2 separate regions of the Mus musculus genome follow, and region 1 is linked to region 2. The links are chromatin contacts, called in public Hi-C maps. All regions are on one chromosome and are shown on one strand. Each heading gives the region's core, a stretch centred on a gene start, on an enhancer-like site or on the middle of the called end of the contact. The rest is flanking DNA. Distances are from core to core; before and after follow the strand shown.

Region 1 (2,766 bases), core at 188-2,687, 64 kb before region 2:
GAGAAACCATTGAAATGGCTCAGTGGGCAAAGACTCTTACTGAAGAACCTAACACACTGAGTTCAGTCTCTGGAACCTTACAGCAAATGGAGAGAACCAACTCTCAGAAGCTGTCCTCCCCACTACATACATACAAACATACAAACATACATACATACAAACATACATACATACATACATACATACATACATACATACATACATTATTTAAGACCTAAGTTAGAGGGTGACACAGAAAGACAGCCAATGCTGACATCTGGCTGCCACACATGCACACACACACATATGTGCACATACACATATATGCACATACACACAAATAATGTGCACACACATACACACGCACACAGGTGAGCACACACACACACATGCACACACACAAGTGTTGATTTTCCCATCCTACTCCAGTGAGTTTGTGACTCAGCAGTGATTTCTATCTACTTCACACAAGTTTTCAGTCGAAGCTCACGCTGGGAGCACACCCTCTTTCCTGGTCTCACAGTGCTAAATGCCTTCCCCAGACCAGGCATGGGGCCCAGGGCCAGAATACCAAAATACCCAAAATACCCTGGCAAGGCTGGAGGGTATCCTCAGCCACACCTCCCTTCCTAGGAACTTTGTTTGTCTTGAAGTGTGGAGACCCCTGAGCTGCAGGCTACTGAGGCCTTCCCAGAGTCAGGCTGGGACTACAGACGTTAAACAGCCAAGCAGTGCTTTGCCTGCCTCAGGAAGTGAAAATCTAACGAGGGGAACGGAAGTGAGCAGAGTACACTTGAGACTGGGACCATCTTAGGGACAAGATGCTGGAAGGAATGAGGGATGCCAGGGCTTCTCAGTGTAATTTAAAAGCGAGACAGACGAGGAAATGCTGCCCAACTGTTTACAAACTAATGGATGGATGAGAATGAGCCCTCTCATGTCATGAGCTCACTATGTCTCCCCCATGTGGGGGTCTTCTTTTCACAGACAACCAGGAGAACGGAGGAGGGAAGCCAGAAGGCAGCAGCAAAGCCCGGAAGGAGAGGACAGCCTTCACCAAGGAGCAGCTACGGGAGCTGGAGGCAGAGTTTGCCCACCACAACTACCTGACCCGGCTCCGGAGATATGAGATTGCAGTCAACCTGGACCTTTCTGAGCGGCAGGTGGGGCCTGGGTGCTTGCGCTGCTGTCTTCTCGCCTCCCTTCCCAGTCACCCCTGCCTGCCCCCCCCCCCTTTACCCAGCCACAGCGGTACCGAAGACCACCCCATGGAGAGTTATCAGAATTCCACCGATGGAGAATCTGTAATTGATCTGGGAGGGAGCCCAGTTTTCCAACGGTCCCCCGGGGTACTTCTCATGTGAACAAGAACTGGGACATGTGTGGTCTGATTTCCCTCAAACTTGAATCAGCATTTGCCTCAGAGTCACCAAGGCAATTGTTTACATGGGAATTGTGCAAGCCCTGTTGTCAAGGAGACAGGGCATGTAAGGGGGGTGGGGGAAGCCCAGAGTAATTGTCAGAGACTTTCCACCTCTGCCCACATCCAGAGAGTAGGCAGGCCTTAGTGCGGACCTGTGTGGTCCCTGGATCCTTATGGGGTATCAACAAGTGAGGGTTCCAGATCTTGAGCAACGTGGCGAGGGGGTGACCCTAACCCTGGAGAGACCTGATCCTTTTGCTTCCTCTTTCAGGTCAAAGTCTGGTTCCAGAACCGGAGGATGAAGTGGAAACGTGTGAAGGGGGGTCAGCCTGTGTCCCCACAGGAGCAGGACCGAGAGGATGGGGACTCTGCAGCTTCTCCAAGTTCAGAGTGAGATGCTCCAAAGACCAAAACCAAGAAAGACTGAAGGAACCCCCTCTCCAGTTCCCACCACCCGGTCCCACCCTCTCACATCTCTGGACCCACCCAGGGCAGCCTGCACACACTCTAAGGTGTGAAGTTGCCCAGTATGTGGGAGCCTTGAATTTCCCAGAAGGCTTAGCTCAGCGTCCTTACATCTCAGCAGCCCCTTCCCCAGGCCTTCAACTTCCCACTCTCTCTTGAACTCCAAAGGACTGGGAAACTATAGAAACAGAGCCTGGGGCCCTCTTTTCTGGGTCTCTTGGCTACTACCCACACCTAGCATCCCCCTCTTACATCAGGGTCTCCTCTGGGTCTGGCCCCATCTGGCCTATGCAGAATCCATTCCTTGGTACCAGCTGGTGACTTGTAAAAGCAAACCTCTCTCCAGATGTTCACACCGTTGAGTTGAAGGTTAGGAAGTGGCTCCTGTGTCTAAGGACGGAGAGGATAGCACAAGAGCTGATGGATGAGGACTGAGATACGTGGACCTTGGAAGTAGAACGTTCTCAGGCTGCAGCGTCTTGTGTTCTCCAAGGACTCTGACTGCAGATAAGGACAGGAAAACAACCCATCTTCCTCCATGGGATGCATTTGGACCTATCCTGCGTGTTCCGGAAAAAGCTTTGTGGGAAGACCTCCCAGGTTCACACACATGCGCAGCTCAGATCTCAGACCCAACTTCTGAGGATGCTCCTGTGAGGACTGGTGGGAAAACAGCCTCAGGCAACAGTCTCCTTGGAAGAGACCCCTGTGTGCCTCAGTATTAGATGGTGGATCTCCCAGATCCTGCTGATGTTGCAGAAGGAGGGTCAGCAAGTATTTGAATTTCTTGCATGGAGATCTGATTGTGAGTGTTTAAAAATAACCCCAGTTCCCTTCCCCACCCCATCAAGACAGAAGCTGTGGAAAATGATTGTCAAATGAGATGGCAAGTTAGAGCA
Region 2 (2,854 bases), core at 329-2,828:
CCCTTGTCATCCTGTGGCTTACGAAGTTAAGAGGAGAAGAGGCAAAAAAAAAAAAAAAAAAAAAAAAAGGGACTTCACTTCCTCCCCTCTCAGCGCTGTCAGCAAACATCAAGTGTCGTGGGCATCATAAAATCATAACTATCACAGGGAGCCCAGGGTAAAGGGAGAACAGACCTAGGGAACGGGCTGCTTCCCCATCCCCGAAGCCTGAAAGGCCACAGGGGCTTGTTGACACAGCTGGGGAAGAAAGGTTTTATCCTGCCTCATTAATCACTTCTGCACAGGAGCTCCAAGGCAGGGGCACCCCAGGGGCACCAGGCTAGCTCTCACAGGGCAAGGAGAGTGCGAAGGGGGGGTGGGGTGGGGTTGGGGGTCCTCGCCTCAGGCTCAGGATCCAAGGCAGCTCTGAACAGACAGGGGATCGTGGAATGAGGTTGCCCAGACCCTGGGGACCCACAAACAGGGGATTGTCCAGCCCGGATGTTCGCCCAGAGTATGCTTCTTCCTGCTTGGAGGTGAATGCTTCCAGCCCGAGCTGGTAACCCCTAACTCACGGGTCCCTAGGGGGAAATATATTTTCCTCTTTCCCATTTAGTCAAACGAGTGTCAGCTGCTTGCCATGCGGTTCCTGACCCTCCCTAAACTCTACCCAGGAGGTGGGTGGGGTGGGCTGGTGATGGAGTCCTCAGTAGGATAATCGGAAGACATCGAGGGTCAGCAAGCTTTGCTAAGAGCAACTCAAACCATATGACTTAGCTCTGAGTATAGGAGACAAGAAGAGTCAGAGGGACCATTTCCCCACCTCTCTCAGTCGGAACACAAACATGGCCTGAGCACCTACCAGGTGCCAAGGGCACAGCACAGAGCAGAGGCTAGTGCCAAGCCTCCCCGGAGCTCACGCAGAAGCTCCAGAAGAGCAAAGGATGTCTCAGAGCGGCCAGGAAGGCCAGTGCCCCTGAGCCCCGGCCTGGTTTGCAGAACTGCCTTCCTTAGTTAACACTTTCTTGGTCGGTGGCCATCCATCCTAAAGGCTCCTCCAAGATCTGAACCAAGACTCCGACGGTGGGCAGCAGTTGGAGGGCACGGGGACTCCCCTGCAGCCCCTCCCTGACTGTGCAGAGGGCAGAATCCAGGTAGATTTCTCCAGTTTCATCTTGAGCCTTTAAGAGGAGCAGATAGATGGCCACTTGGCCCCGGGATTCCCCGCGCTCCCTCCACCACTAGGGGGCGCGCTCTACTTCTCGCCTTCCAGGCTCCCTCTTGCAGTCTCTGATTCTTCACCCCTCTCCTCTCCTCCCTCCTGCCCGCTCCGCATCCCGTTTTCTCTCTCCAGCTCCCTGCCCCCCTTCTTCCTGTCTCGTATTTTCCTGCCCAGGAATCAGACCCCAGACAGTACCTAGGAAGTCTGCGGCCTTGCCTAATAGAACCGTAATAGTCCTCGGGGAGGCGTGATAATGACATCCTCCTTAAATAAAAGGACTTAATGGAGATTTCCCAAATTTGAAAACCACATTTCCACTAGCAACCTACTCAGTGAGTGCTCTGGAAAGGAACTCATGGGGAGCTGCTGTAGGGGGGAGCGGGTGAGGAGGCTCGGAGTCTGCGCAGAGCTTGCTGTTCCGCACTACTCTCCCGTGCAGGACAAAGGACCCTTCAGAGGTTACAAACCACGGAGGTGGGTCACATCAGTCTTCTCCTACCCAACCCCACCAGCTCCCAAAGAGCAAAACGCTCAGACTCAGCAAATACTGTGTAACCCAAGGTGAAGTGCTTCCCTCTAGATCCCAGTGGTCCCCGCTGAACTAGGTATAATCGCCTACACATTATGACCCTGTTGGGATTAAAAGTTAGGGCGCCAAGCTGCACGCAGAGCCTTCTTTTTTAAATTACATTTTAATTTATTCTGTGGATGGAGGGCGCATATCCCAATGAAGTTGAAGAGGTCACAGGACAGCTTGCGGAAGCCAATTCTCTGCTTCCATTATGTGGGTCCCTGGGATCAAACTCGGGTGTCAGGCTTGGCAGCAAGCACCCTTACCGAATGAGCCCAAGAACAGGCCCAAGAACCTTCTACACAAGTACTGTGTGATAGAGGCCCTTGTCATCCATCCTACAAAAGAATAGCAGACTCTTGTCTTAAAACACCAGCCTGAAGTAGTAGCTCACATGTTCCACAAGCACTATGAAGCCTGAGGCAGGAGGATTGCTGTGAATTTGAGGCCACCTGGTCTATACAGTGAATTCCAGTCTAAATAGTGAAAGCCCGTCCCATAAAAAGCAGGAAAAGAAAGGGCTGGGGGCATAGCTCAGTTGGCAGAGTGCTTACTAGCCTGAAGGAAGCCCTGGCTTTGTACCCCAGCACTGCGAAAGCATAGCAGTGCTTTCCTGTAATTCTCAAATTTGGAGGTGGAGGCCGGAGGATGCATGAGACACAGGGGGGAGAGAGAGACTGAGAGACAGAGAGACAGAGAGACAGAGAGACAGAGAGACAGAGAGACAGAGCTGATATGGAAACCGTTCCTTGAGTGCCTGAGGTTAGGGATGTTAAGGTAGAGAGCTCTGCTATCAACACGCTGTGATCTTGGGCAGAGATCTTCCCCATCTCTGGCTGCCCATCTTCTGAGGTGAAGACACGTGGGATTAGATGGTCTATTAAGGTATCTCCATTCTAAATAAAAGTTGAAACTGGAATAAAACTCTTCCTATTCCGGCCTGGCAGCTGCTAGAGAAGCAGTGTGCTTGCCAACACTGCCACCTGGTGGCGGCAACACTCCACTACAGGGGAGACTTCTGGGTCGAGTGGGCGTTCACTTCTCCTCCACCAGCTAAGTGACTCTAGGTTTTTATTGTTGTT

Evidence for each region. Hi-C and Micro-C count contacts between places; a contact is called where the count stands out from the background.
Region 1: a Hi-C map of the N1E-115 cell line shows a contact between it and region 2, with 5 times the contacts expected there. The contact joins two enhancer-like sites. A contact is called at or near these places in 20 of 39 promoter capture datasets (the 3T3-L1 cell line, 3T3-L1-derived adipocytes, the C10 cell line and 12 more), 1 of 15 datasets of contacts at CTCF or cohesin (the NIH/3T3 cell line), 5 of 484 Hi-C or Micro-C datasets (the N1E-115 cell line, cranial neural crest, embryonic fibroblasts and 2 more) and 13 of 115 datasets of contacts at active chromatin or transcription factors (a beta-TC-6 cell line, craniofacial prominence, embryonic basal ganglia and 10 more).

Annotation. Positions count from the first base shown.
Region 1 is chr11:101,877,637-101,880,402 of GRCm38.p6, reverse strand. Meox1 (mesenchyme homeobox 1) reads left to right here. Exons shown (of 3, transcript NM_010791.3): 2 at 967-1,142; 3 at 1,674-2,766. The coding sequence ends at 1,796. Among named protein-coding and RNA genes, the nearest start is that of Meox1, 15 kb to the left of the region's middle. Within about 2 kb of position 1,437, at least 27 of the 459 cell types and tissues checked have an H3K27ac peak or open chromatin away from gene starts, as enhancers often do. A contact at or near this core is called in the N1E-115 cell line, where this site is marked.
Region 2 is chr11:101,813,350-101,816,203 of GRCm38.p6, reverse strand. No RefSeq gene overlaps it. Among named protein-coding and RNA genes, the nearest start is that of Gm39392, 29 kb to the right of the region's middle. Within about 2 kb of position 1,578, at least 48 of the 459 cell types and tissues checked have an H3K27ac peak or open chromatin away from gene starts, as enhancers often do. A contact at or near this core is called in the N1E-115 cell line, where this site is marked.